Regions from separate parts of the Mus musculus genome. Here all the other regions are linked to region 4. A link is a contact called in public promoter capture Hi-C data. All regions are on one chromosome and are shown on one strand. Each heading gives the region's core, a stretch centred on a gene start, on an enhancer-like site or on the middle of the called end of the contact. The rest is flanking DNA. Distances are from core to core; before and after follow the strand shown.

What was found. Promoter capture Hi-C pulls out the DNA fragments that hold promoters and counts their contacts.
Region 1: a contact with region 4 is called in a promoter capture Hi-C map of liver, with 2.7 times the contacts expected there. The contact joins two enhancer-like sites. A contact is called at or near these places in 2 of 39 promoter capture datasets (liver and pre-B cells).
Region 2: a promoter capture Hi-C map of liver shows a contact between it and region 4, with 3 times the contacts expected there. The contact joins two enhancer-like sites. A contact is called at or near these places in 3 of 39 promoter capture datasets (liver and pre-B cells).
Region 3: a contact with region 4 is called in a promoter capture Hi-C map of liver, with 3 times the contacts expected there. The contact joins two enhancer-like sites. A contact is called at or near these places in 2 of 39 promoter capture datasets (liver and pre-B cells) and 1 of 484 Hi-C or Micro-C datasets (B cells).

The regions. Positions count from the first base shown.
Region 1 is chr2:30,241,153-30,244,346 of GRCm38.p6, reverse strand. All of the region lies in intron 2 of Lrrc8a (leucine rich repeat containing 8A VRAC subunit A), which reads right to left. Among named protein-coding and RNA genes, the nearest start is that of Lrrc8a, 5.0 kb to the right of the region's middle. Within about 2 kb of position 1,561, at least 109 of the 459 cell types and tissues checked have an H3K27ac peak or open chromatin away from gene starts, as enhancers often do. A contact at or near this core is called in liver, where this site is marked.
Region 2 is chr2:30,377,400-30,380,674 of GRCm38.p6, reverse strand. It overlaps Miga2 (mitoguardin 2), which reads right to left. Exons shown (of 16, transcript NM_001242407.1): 9 at 3,081-3,196; 10 at 2,632-2,704; 11 at 2,415-2,501. Among named protein-coding and RNA genes, the nearest start is that of Dolpp1, 13 kb to the left of the region's middle. Within about 2 kb of position 1,489, at least 21 of the 459 cell types and tissues checked have an H3K27ac peak or open chromatin away from gene starts, as enhancers often do. A contact at or near this core is called in liver, where this site is marked.
Region 3 is chr2:29,818,374-29,821,715 of GRCm38.p6, reverse strand. No RefSeq gene overlaps it. Among named protein-coding and RNA genes, the nearest start is that of Urm1, 7.3 kb to the left of the region's middle. Within about 2 kb of position 1,420, at least 299 of the 459 cell types and tissues checked have an H3K27ac peak or open chromatin away from gene starts, as enhancers often do. A contact at or near this core is called in liver, where this site is marked.
Region 4 is chr2:32,588,349-32,591,643 of GRCm38.p6, reverse strand. St6galnac4 (ST6 (alpha-N-acetyl-neuraminyl-2,3-beta-galactosyl-1,3)-N-acetylgalactosaminide alpha-2,6-sialyltransferase 4) reads right to left here. Exons shown (of 6, transcript NM_001276425.1): 3 at 2,014-2,199. Among named protein-coding and RNA genes, the nearest start is that of St6galnac4, 2.9 kb to the right of the region's middle. Within about 2 kb of position 1,298, at least 13 of the 459 cell types and tissues checked have an H3K27ac peak or open chromatin away from gene starts, as enhancers often do. A contact at or near this core is called in liver, where this site is marked.

The sequences.
Region 1 (3,194 bases), core at 312-2,811, 2.3 Mb after region 4:
ATGAGCTCCTCCTGTCCAGCTAAAGCAGCCTGGACTCCAGGCACACTGCTGCTCTCAGAACAGGAGGGCTGAAAGTCCCTTACAATATGAAGAGCTTGAGGTCCGGAGAGGTGAACGGATTTGATGTTATAGGATCGGGTGGCACGACAGACCTAGATCCGACTTGCTACTGTGCCAAGCAGTCCTAAGACGACAGGTCTGCCTCCTCAGCCTTGCCACCTCCACAGCCTCGCCGCCTCCTCAGCCTCGCTGCCTATTCAGCCTCGCTGCCTCCACAGGCCTCGCTGCCTCCTCAGCCTCGCTGCCTCCACAGCCTCGCTGCCTCCTCAGCCTCGCTGCCTCCTCAGCCTCGCTGCCTCCACAGCCTCGCTGCCTCCACAGCCTCGCTGCCTCCACAGCCTCGCCACCTCCACTGCCTTTCGAGGTGCTTCTTAGGAAGAGCCTCCTCTTGACGAGGCATGGACAGAAATGAGGCCTTTGTAAGCAGGTCATACTCAGGGGCCTCTAGCACTCCAGGTGTTAAGGAAACTGGAGCCCAATTTTGGGTCTGCACCCCTGGGAACAAAGTAGCCTTGAAGACTGGTCATGACCTGCTATGAACATCTGCTGTGTCTTCTGAGATTGGTTAAGAAATGTAGGTGTAAGCACCCTGGACAGGCTGCAGAACCATTTGCTGTGGGACCAGGGGAACAGGTGCTGGCCTGGACAAGCAGGCAAGGGGACCCAGCTAAAGGCAAGCTGCCTATCCACTCCCCAAATCAGAACCTAAGGACCCAGCTGGGGAATGCACGGTGCCCCCGGCCAGGGTTCTGCCATGCCACCTAACTGGGCACACATTTGTCATCTGAGTGTCAGAGAGGGCACAGGTTTGGCAGATGCGCCTCGGAGATGGGGGTCACATGTGAAACCATGGAATTTTACAGCCACTTTTACTCTAGAGGGAGTGTGAGGCTGTAATGCAGCAAGCAATTTAATTTTGAGATTTCAAGCTCTCAAGAGACAGAAAAAAAACTTACCAGGAGATCTCAGGACATCTGCAGTGGGGTCACAGCCTTCCAGAGTCTCAGTTCCATGAATCTGCTGTGACTGAAGACAGCTACAGCGTACTCATATACATAAACTAAATAAATAAATCTGTAAAAACCTACTGATATTTAATTGTGCCTATCAGTGGCTCTGTAGACTCAAACAACTGGGAAGCCCTTTTCCTTGTCTTCCAACCAACCTGTGGGATTTCTGTCTGAAACTCTCTGCGACCAATACAAAACTGACCTAGAGGTACTGTAAGGACAAACAGTCACGTGACAAACTCAGGCATATACAGCAATCCAATTCCACTCAAATGTTACACTTCTCCCTGAGCTGCACCTGGGCCCTAGCTCAGGCAGACAGCAGAGGTCACACCTCACCCCAGCATGATGGACTCTACTGTTTACAAGCAGAGAAGGAATTCCCATCTCACATAGGCACTTCCTCTGGTTTCCTGTTCTCCACTGCCCAGAAAGGCAAGCTTCAGTTCAAGCCAACTCTCCCCAGGGACAGAGTTCCTCAACAACCAACAGGAAGCTCCCACAGGGCAGGGCAGTCACTGCTGACCTTGTTCCCATAAACAAAAGAGTATGACAGCACCACACACCAGGCGTTTTCCACCTCCCTCTCTGATGTCAATGCCCCACACAGTCAGAAAGGCCCAGTAGGGCCCCAGGGGTGCTGCAGGAGGAATGTGCCTTCTGTTCTGTCTGCCAGCCTCCGCAGCCTGTCTGAGCCAGACACAGGCTGCCCTTCCAAGAAACAAAAGCGCTAAAAAGCACATAGCCCAGCCAGGCAGTGGTGGCGCACGCCTTTAATCCCAGCACTTGGGAGGCAGAGGCAGGTGGATTTCTGAGTTCCAGGACAGCCTGGTCTACTGAGTGAGCTCCAGGACAGCCAGGGCTACACAGAAAAACTCTGTCTCAAAAAACCAAAACACACACACAAAAACCAAAAACAAACAAAAGCAGGTAGCCCCAAAGTGACCTGACTTTCATGAAATAGGTGTCCAAGAGAAGATGGGGTCAGGACTTTACCGTTTCTCTGATGTCAAACTCTAAACAATATGGAGGGGCACATCTGTACTTCTAGCCCTCTAGAGGCTGAGGTAAAAGGATCACAAGTTTGAAACCAGGGCTGAAGAGATGGCTCAGGAGTTAGAAACATTTATTGCTCTTGGAGAAGACCCTGGTTCAATTTCCAACAGCTCATAATTGTCTCTAACTCCAGTTCAAGGGAATCTAAAGCTATCTTCTGAGCTTCAAGGATACCAGGTACCCCCATGGTGTACAGACACCATGCAGGCAAAACAGTTTATCACTCATACACATAATGAAATAAAACTAGAGAAGAGGGGCTGGAGAGATGGCTCAGTGGTTAGGAACACTGTCTGCACTTCCAGAGGACCTGGGGTTCAATACCCAGCACCCACACAGCAGCTCACAACTGCCTGTCTGTAACTCCTGTTCTAGGGGATCTGACACCCTCACACAGACATGCGTGCACTCAAACCACCAGTGTACATAAAATAAAAATAAATAAGCAATTTTAAAAAATACTAGAGAAGACGGTAGAGGAAGAAAAGGAAAAAGAAGTCATAGTAGTAATAGCAGTAGTAGTTGTTGTTTGAGGCTAGCTCAGGAGTAGGCAGCCACTACATAGATTTTGAAAGTAGTAGCCGCCACCCCAGGTACAAGAGACCTTGCCTCAAAAAGCAGAGAAAAGGCAAACTATACAGAGTATAAAGGCTCCTATCTCCAAGAGAGCTGCGTGGGACCACGCCAGTGTGAAGGCTGCTCCCACTCGTCGTGCTCAGGAACACGCTTCCAAGGCTCTGACAAGTCCTGGAACAACCACAGTTCCCTAACTTCAGTGACCAAGGGACACCTCTTGGGAAATGTGTCACAGGCAGCAGCATTTCTAGCTATGCGCACCAATGAGATCTGCAGGGAGGAACGGGTGATGGTAAGAGTCGCATATCCCTCTCTTCAGAACCTTTTTGAGAACTGGTGTGGATGGAGAAGGCATTAGGCAGAGCGTGTCTTTGCCTAGCGCTGGCCTGCTGACCCTGCAGTGCAGTCTGCACAACATACTGTGAAAGGATCGCAGGATCGTTTGCCAAAGCTTGAGCAGTGGTCTCTGTCCAGTGCTGACCCACATACAAG
Region 2 (3,275 bases), core at 240-2,739, 2.2 Mb after region 4:
TGGAAGGCACTGGGGCAATCTCCAGGCAAGGGTGAATGCAGCACTTGTTAGGGCTTACAATTCTGGCATCGTGGGCATCACTGTTGGACAAGGAGGACATGGGGCACCATATGCATGAGACCAGGTGTTAAAGCCAGAGATGGGAATCCTCAGAGTTCATTTTCTTCACTATTAGACACTAAACAGACCTTTTCCATACTCTCTTCTATGTGAACAGTCTAAATAAACAATAACTGAGGGACAGTGTGCTAGACACAGAGGGCCAGCACAGACAAAAGTCCAAAGCAGGTGGAGGGTCTGGCGTGCCCCCAAGACCCCAGTGCCCCAAGCTGCACAGGGCAAAGTATGGCCAACATAACCACAGATCAGCACTCAGGCCATGGCTGAGGGCTGGCGGGTCTTAAACCACGGAAGACAAGGGTTTACACGGGGCTTTTAGAGCATTCCTCCAGCAAGGACTAGCGAGAAGGACCAGAGGACAAGCTTTGCTCCAGCAGAGCCTCAGGAAGCTGAGGCAGGAGCATTGGCATGAGTTTGAGGCCAGCCTGGGCCTCAAAATCAGAAACAAAAAAACAACCAAAAGAGGAGCAGTGAGATGTGGTGGTGGTGAAGGCCTCTACCATGATCCTGACAACTGAGTTCAGTCCCTGAACCCCGACAGTAGAAGAGAGCCAATCCCCATCAACTGTCCTCTGACTTCCACATGTGTACAGTGGTATGTGCACACACACACACCCCCCACGGCCCTATACTCATGCACACCACACCAAATACAAATTTCTTTTCTTTTTTCTTTTTTTTTAATTTTTTGAGACAGGGTTTCTCTGTGTAGCCCTGGCTGTCCTGGCACTCACTTTGTAGACCAGGCTGGCCTCCAACTCATAAATTCGACTGCCTCTGCCTCCCAAGTGCTGGGATTAAAGGTGTGAGACACCACGCCCGGCCTCAAATACAAATTCCTAAATGCAATTAGCAACTGAAGAAGCTGGCATGTCACGGCTATGCATGCTTTTTACCCCATCCCTTGGGAGGCAGATGCAGGAGGACAAGATATCAGGGTTGTCTCAGCCACACAGCTGGCCTGTGTCACAGAAGCCCTATCAAGAGACTGGCTCCAACGCAGTAACAAAAGCACTGGTGAGTGATAAATATGAAAACTTATGCAAGCTCTTCCATAAGCAAAGAGCAAGGGAGCCGTGAATAGCGACAAAAGGTCAGGATTACAGAAACCCAGTCTGAGCCAAGACAAGCGGATAGACTCCTATGCTGCCAACAAGGACCTAAAGTGACAGTCCCTTAAAACATCCTTCTGCCAGGACCTGCGACAGAGCCTCCCAGGTCCCAGATGGGACCCACCACAGCGCACCCGCCCACAAGGTGAAGTGCTTTGCTACCAGGGCAGCACACTGGCGAGGGGAGGTGGATGTACTGCCCTGAGAAACCACTGAGCAGAAACTGCAAGCTGTTTGCACAGAACAGGCCAGAAGGTAGGCAATGACACCATGGTCAGAGTGTCCATAGAGCAGAGGGCACTTGGGACTCCAGCAAGGGTGGCCATGGACAGATGCAGGGGACCCTTCTGCGGTCTGCATTTGTTTGTTTGTTTTATTTTTCAAGACAGAGATTCTCTGTGTAGCCCTGGCTGTCTTCAAACTCAGTCTGAAGATCAGGCTGGCCCTGAACTCACAGATTTGCCTGCCTAAGGGATACCCCACTACCACTTACTTGGCTTGTGGTTTGTGTTTCATTATTGGCCAATTTTACAAAGCTGTACTGCTAGAATCACCAAGTAAGAAAGAGTTCACGTCTCTAGTTTTCCAAGTGGAGCAGGAGCCAGGGACCCACAAGCCTTTCTCCGTGCCTATGGCTCTAGGAAGATGCCGGGGTTTTAAAGTGTTTGTGCACGTGTGCAGGCCAGAGAGAAAATCAGAAGACGTTCCTCAGACAGGGTCTCTCACTGTGGCTGGGGGCTCACCACTCAGACTGACTGGCCATGGATCGGCCATTCCGCCTCCACAGCACTAGCAGTAAACATACTCTAGCACACGTGACTTCTTCACAGATGGGTTCTAAATTCAGGTCCTCAGGCTTACAGACCGCACTTGACCAGCCGAGCCATCTTCGCAGCCCAAGCTCTGTCTGAATTATCACTGTGTTGGCATGCATGATGAGTGTGGACCCATCTCTACCACAGCTGCTGTGGAGGAACTCTGGGGGCTTGGCTCTCTCTTTTCACAATTCGTTTGGGGATCTTATTCAGGTTGCCAGTCCTGTACCCACTGAGTCACCTCACAGGCCCAAGATTTTTGTGTTAAAAACCCAGTCAACAGTCGACAAAACAAAACAAAGCAAAGCAAAAGCCCAGCCTGAGGTAAGGTTCTGAGGGGAATCTGAAGCAGGCCCACGCCAGCTACCTTCTCAGCCTTGGTCATCAGGCCCGTCACCATCTGCCGGCCGACCTCCCCAAAGAAGATCTGGTTGCTTCTTTCTTCTAGAAGCCCCTGAGGAAAGAAGAGGGTAAGGAGCAGCCTTCCAGAGCCAGTGGAGAGGGCAGAGTTATGGCCGGGCATGGGGTGGCCCTGTACTCGGCAGGCCCAACCCCCTCCCTCGTGGTCCTTGCACCACACCCACCTCAAAGGCCTGCCGTACACAATGCAGCTTGGCTAGGAAGTCCTGGTCACTGTAGCAGCCCAGCAGCTCTGTCCTGAGGAGAGGGACAGACAGTGTCACACCACCTGGTCCTACCTGGCAAAGACCCAGTGGAGGGTAGGGTGTACCTTGGGTGAGGTGGAGGGGACAAAGGTCCAATCTGGCCCTGCCTCAACCTAGCAGTGTGACCTCAGGTTGGTGCCAGTCTCCCTCTATCCTTCAACCTCTCCTCAACCGAAGGCAGAGGCTGGCTGGCTGTTCTTTGGGACAACATTGCCCCCTCTGGACATGGCCACAGTTGGCAGTCATGGCTATGGTACCTGGGCTAACACCTCACCTCCTTTGGTCACAACCAGCATCACTGTGCACCTCTGCCCCTTCTCCCTGGGGCTGGAGCTCTCTCCCCCACAGTGCTCCCCCCCAACTCTCACCTGAGTGTTCGGCAAGGGACTCTTCCTTCCTTCACCAGCTGCAGAGCCTCCTCGTAGGCAGCAGCAGGCCTGGAGAGAGGAAGCGGGTACTCGCCGATCTGCAGGGACTCAAAGATCTGGGAAAGAGCCAAGGAGGCCAGTGAGCATCACCCCACAGAGACCAGTGAGCATCACCCCACAGAGACCAGTGAGCAT
Region 3 (3,342 bases), core at 171-2,670, 2.8 Mb after region 4:
GCCTTGAGGATGTGTGACTGGCCAGTGAGGTCCCACCAGACCGAGTTACTTCCACAGCTCTTCATAATGTTTTTGTTTTTAGATTTCTGTGTGTGTGTGTGTGTGTGTGTGTGTGTGTGTGTGTGTGAGAGAGAGAGAGAGAGAGAGAGAGAGAGAGAGAGAGAGAGCAGAACAGGGTGAATTCTCTGGAGCTGGCTGCTAGGGACCAAATGGTCCTCAGAAAAAGCAGCAAGCCCTTTTAGAGAGAGAGAGAGAGAGAGAGAGAGAGAGAGAGAGAGAGAGAGAGAGAGAGAGCAAGCAGAACAGGGTGAATTCTCTGGAGCTGGCTACTAGGGACCAAATGGTCCTTAGAAAAAGCAGCAAGCCCTTTTTTGTTTTTTGTTTGTTTGTTTTGGTTTTTGGAGACAGGGTTTCTCTGTGTAGCCCTGCTATCCTGGAACTCACTCTGTAGACCAGGCTGGCCTCGAACTCAGAAATCCGCCTGCCTCTGCCTCCCAAGTGCTGGGATTAAAGGCGTGCGCCACCACTGCCTATCACCCCAACAGTTCTGATGGGAGTCCCTTTCAGGAACTTGATGAATCCAAGTTCAGGCTTCATCTGAACAGAAGTCTCTGCAAAGAACTCATGCTGGCAGCACTGAGCCTGATGCTACTGCCACTTCGCGTCCAGAACCAAGCTTAACCTATCAGTTAGAAACAGTACAGGCTGGGTATTGTGTTCCCTCAAAGAACATTTGTCTACTGAGCTCTGTGGTGCCAAGCAGTAGAGCCACTGGACTACACCTTGTATATTCCTCCCATTTTTCAGATGACAAAACTGAGTCTCCGAAGGCCGTGCCTTCGGGATCCTGGCCCTCCCCACTACTTCTCACTTAAGGCCAGAGTCTCACAAATAACTTTCCCCTAGTATCCCTTGCAGTAGAGGGTCCGGGGCCCCAGCCAGAGAGCCAGGGCGTAGTCCTCCATCCTCTCTGAAGCTCCAAGAGAGACAATGGCAGGTCGCAGCGGAGGCGAGGGCGCAAGTGCCCCCCTGCCCGCCGCCCTTTGTTTTCCCGCCTGCCCCCTCGCGCGCCCCGGGAGGCTGGGAGGCGCCTCTCACAGGCTTCCTCCTCCCATTCTTGTGCTAATTGGGTGTCAAGCTGAGATCAGTGAGAAAGAAATCCGCCCGGGCTCGGGTTAAACTGCCGCCAAAGACTAGGGCTGAGCCCAGAATTTGATTAGGCCGGGAGGAAGCCGCGGCCCGGGGGAGGGGTGGCTAAGCTTTCAGGGCCCCTTTGAAAGTCACTGGGTCGCCCCCTCCTCTCCCGCCCTCTCCACAACCGCCTCTAGGGGCCTCTGGAAGATATTTAACCTTCTTCCTAGGAATTGAAAGCGATAGCCACACACTGGCCTGGGCAGCCACTTGCCTGTCCAAGCACTGCTGGACCTCCAAGGATGCAGGAGGCTGGCTCCTTCCAGCAGCGCCCTGTTCAGCAAGGAGGCGGAGCGGGGTGGGGGCGGGGACGTTTACCTCCAGACTCTGATGTTTGGAGAGGCTTTACTCCTCCTCGTCTCTGGTTCCTCATCAGCAGGCGGAGGATAAAGTCCTACCTGTTCTGTGCTTGGTGGCCATTAAGAGTCAATAATGGAGTGGTTGACCTCCAAGGGGGCCCCTTCGGGAAGGGTTCCCTGCCCCCACCTTCCGGCAATGACTCCTTTCCCCAACCATACAGCTCTATCGCCTTACGGGTTTTTACTAGTTATTTATTTACTCTGTTAATTGTGTATATATATATCCTGTTACTGCAGTGTTTGCACAGTCCAGAAGAAGGCATCGAATGGACTCCCCAGAACTGGAGTCAAAGGCAGCAGATTCGCGTCACTCCATGATGGTGCTGGAGTCTCTAGTCCTCTACAAGAGCAATATGAATTCTTAATGGCTGAGCTGTCTCTCTGGACCCTTATATTTCAAATTTATATTTCAACCCTTCTGATAGCATCTTCCTCTGAAGTATAGTCATACTCTAAAACAAAATTTATTTTTGTCTTATGCATATGCATACATATGCATGCTTTGCCTGCATGTATGTGTGCTGTGTATGGGTGCTGAGAACCCCTCAGCAAGTTAGCCACTGAGAGCCATCCTTCCAGTCTGCCCCACCCCTCCCCTTTGACAGCGTCTCACTATGCTCCCTCGCTGGCCTGAAACTATGTAGACTAGGTTGGCTTGAAAGCAGAGATCTCTGCCTCTGCTTCCCAAGGGTTGGGATCAAAGGTGTGAAGACCCATGCCCATCTGGTCTACTGTTTCTTTTGTGGGCCTTGACCTAGTCTGCCTGGCATGCTTCCTTGAAAGGCTTCCTGGTGCTAGGCCCTGGTGCAAAGAACTCATATTCCCAGCCCTTGGGACGAGGCAGGACGATTCCTGCAAGTTGTGGGACAGATAAGGCTATACAGGGAGAACATTTCAAAGCCAACAGAGCAGTGTTCCTGTGTCCCAGGGCACACCTCATTGGGTCCATCTTCTAGCAGCTGCCACTGCTGCTCCGTGAGGTGGATCTGGGGCCTAGACCTCGCCCCCATGGCAGGCAGCTTTTTCTATCTGCTTAGGTGAACCCATAGGTGCTCTGCAACTGTCAAGTACTTAATGTGAGGAGCTGCCCAAGAGCAGTAGCTATGTAAGTTAATACTATAAGCATGTATTGGTCAATTACTGTGTGTACTCAAGAGGGCTCCGCACGGTCTGGGGACAATCAGATGCAGGTCCAAGAGCTGTCAGCCCCTCAAGGAGGGGTTAGTAGTCCCAGTGTAAAAGTGGGAACAGCCTTGTTTGGAATGTTTTGATTACATTATTAACTGCTGATTGTGTGTACGTGCACGCACGTGCGTGGGTGTTTGGGATGGACAACATACAGTCAGTTCTTTCTTTCCACCATGTAGGTTCTGCAGATCCATCAGACTGTCAAGCTTAGCAGCAGGCTCTTGTACCCCACCATCCAGTTTGTTGAGATGGAGTCTCACTATGTAGCCCTGGTTGACCGAGAACTCTTTTTGTAGACCAGGCTGGCCTTGGAATCACAGAGATCTCACCTGAGTGCTAGGACTAAAGGTATGCATCACCAGATATCTATCTCTATCTATCTATTGGTATCTATCTATCTACCTATCTATTGGTTTCTCGAGACAGGATTTCTCTGTGTAGTCCTGGCTGTCCTGGAACTCACTCTGTAGACCAGGCTGTCCTCGAACTCAGAAATCCGCCTGCCTCTGCCTCCCGAGTGCTGGGATTAAAGGCATGTACCATCACTGCCTGCAAGATCTTTAAAAAAATTTTTTTTTTATTTTTAATTTAATTTTTTGAAGAT
Region 4 (3,295 bases), core at 49-2,548:
GACACTGTGAAATCCCCCTCAGCTTTTTTTTTTTTAATAAGATGTTGATTTAAGAACTCATAAATCCATTTTCTGTACTACAGTATTAAAAAAAAAAATAGTGGGGCAAGCCTGTAATCCCGGGACCTGGGCATTTGGCAGGATAAGTTCAAAGCCATCTGCCACACGGCAGAGTCCAGGCCAGCCAGGGCCACGTGAGACCCTCTCCCGAAAAAGCTGGAAATATGTCCTTCTTGTGCCCTCAGTCTGGCCCTGTCCTGGCAATGGCGGGCTGTCCTGTCTCTAGTGACAATCAGCCCCATCAAGGCTTGTCGTCAGACTGGCCCTCAAAAGGCCAACTGTTTCCCTTTATTGCAAAAGAGGAAAAGGTCTAAGTGTTGACATTCAAAACCTGGATTTCCCACTTAAGAAAAACAAATGGGGCTGGAGAGATGGCTCAGCAGTTAAGAGCACTGACTGCTCTTCCAGAGGTCATGAGTTCAAATCCCAGCAACCACATGGTGGCTCACAACCATCTGTAATGGAATCTGACGCCCACTTCTGGTATGTCTGAAGACAGCTACAGTGCACTTAGATATAATAATAAAATAAACCATTAAGTCGGAGCGAGCAGAGGTCCTGAATTCAAATTCCCAGCAACCACATGATGGATGGCTCACAACTATCAGTGCAGCTACAGTGTAGTCATAAACATAAAATAAATAAATAAACCTTTAAAGAAAGAAATCTCAGACCCTGAGGAGGGAGAGAGGGAGGGAGGGAGGGAGGAGGGTAGGTGAATGCGCTGGGCACTGTGGCATGAGCCTGTGAGCCCAGCACTGAGGAGGCAGAGACAGGTAGATCCCCAAGGGGCACTCGCCAGTCTAGCCACTTAATTCCAAGCAGTGAGAGAACCAGTCTCAATCAATCAATCAGTCATCAATCAATCAAATGCCTGAGAAACAAAGCCCAAGGCTGACCGTCCACACATCCAATCCACACACAAAAGAAAGAAAACGTTCCAGAAGGGCCCAAGTGTCTGAAGAACTCTGGCCGTACTGTGGCAGACTGGACAGTGTTCACCCAGGACACCCTGGCTGGCGCTGTCCCACTGGGCCGTTCTTGGAGAGTGGAGAGCTCACACTTGCGGGAGTTCTGGTGCCCTCGTTTCCGTTTGGTGTTGGCGCTGGAGAATAAACTTAGCCCTTGACCTCGCTAATGCTGACTGAGCTGAAATGAAGCCCCAGGCCAGGCCAGCTCAGGGGTTTCATTTCTCCATTAAATCCTCACACCGCAGCTGGGCACTGGGCACTGTGTGCTGTCTGCCAGTCACCCTTTGAATCCTTGGCACAGCCCAACAGAGGCAGGGATGGGGACGTGACAGGTCTCCAGCAAGCCAGGGCTCCTGAGCATGACCCTAGGGCCACCAAACTAAGAACTGGAACTGTAGTGCCACTAACCTCAGGGTGGCTTTAGGGAGCTCTGTGACTCACAGGACCTCTGCTATCAAGGTCTAGGTTGTGAATGTCCCTCTGCCACACCAGGTGGAGCAAATATGGAGAGGTGGACAGACAGTATGGACGGGAGTCATGGCTGTCTCGGACCCTGGTGTCCCAGTTTCATGACTCCTGGGACCATACATAACCTGGACCTAGGCTGGCTCTTTATGCTCAGCTGCCACACAATGACACTTACTGCAGGAGCTAAGCCATGTTTGTGTGAGTATATGGTATGGAGACACAGAAGTCTGAAGACTTCTTGTCTTCCCAGGTTATCCCCAGTGGGCAGCCCCCCACCCCGTTTTTCATTCCCAGCATGTAGTTGGGGGTACCCAGGCAGTATCTGCTTAGTGAAAATCCTATTTCCTCCTAGACCTTGAGTACTCGGAGAGGACAAGTGACTGGCAGATGTCACACAGCTGGTGAGCAGGGAAGCTAAGCTCAGAGTCCAGGCTGGCTTGCCACCAGCCCAGCTCTCACTGTTTCCTAGAGCTGGGGACCCGCTGGCTCCCGTAGCATTGCCTGGCTGACTCACCTTCCCGTCTGGCACGCTGCTGTAGCCACTGAAGTGCAGGGGCCCTGGCACAGTGGATCTGGGGGCCGCAGGGAGGTGGCGGTCCAGGCAGGTTGCCAGGCAGAGCGGCAGGCAGGCCCAGCAGCACAGGAAGACACAGACAGCAGAGAATGTCAAGATGCACAGTGTGAGGAGCAGAAGGCGGCCCTGAGGGAGACAGAGGTCACGTGCCTGCGGGGTACCTGCAAATAACACCCAGCCTCCCCATGGAGAACCTCTGCAGCTCCATTGGTGAGACCTACTTCAGGGATGAATCTAGAGACAAGTCCCCCAATTCCCCTCTTTCCAGGTCAGGACACTCAGTTGGGGTGAAGCTGCTCAGAGCCACACAGCAAGGGTGCAAATTTCAAATGGCAGAACCCAAACTCTTATCTAGAACCCAGATACACTATGCAGTCACCCCAGGCCACTGCTACCTCCACTACCCTATCCCCAGCTGACCCAGTGTGTCCCCTGGGCTGGCTGGGCAGTCCAGGAGGTGGAGGGGGACTTTGAGGAAAGCATCACTTAAGAAATGCGTTCAGAGGCTGGAGAGATGGATGGCTCAGTGGTTAAGGCACTGACTGCTCTTCCAGAGGTCCTGAGTTCAATTCCCAGCCACCAATCAAATTGTGGCTCACAACCATCTGTAATGGGATCCGATGCCCTCTTCTGGTATGTCTGAAGAGAGTGACAGTGTACTCACATACATAAAATAAATAAATAAATAAATCTTTTTTAAAAACACTTTCAAGGACTGGCTTGGTGGTAGTGGCACGCTTTCTGTGCTTGCAAAGGAGCCAGGTTCCAAGAGCCCAGGCAGGGCGCCACACAACCACCCACTATTTAGATAGGTAGATAAAATAGATTAGATAGCTATCTCCATCTAATCTAATAATAATCTAATAATCTAAATGTCTAATCTAATAATAAACATGGTAGCTCATTCCTTGCCCGAGGCAGTACTGTTACAAGTGTGAGGCCAACCTGGGCTACACAGTGAGTTCCAGGCTAGCCTGGACTACAGACCAAGACCCTGTTTCAAAAACTGAAACAAATAAACAGAAAATGCTTCCAACAGTTGGGATGCTTCCGCTCAGCCTCTCCCACTTCTAGAAGAAATACACCGAAAGCCACTTGAAGAAGCCCTCTGGGTCGGTCACCTGGGGGTGACCTCCTGCACACCCACTGAAAGCACCCAGCAAGGTGTCTACCACTGTGTGCTGGGCCATCCATCTCAGTACCTGTGACTCTCAGAACTCCA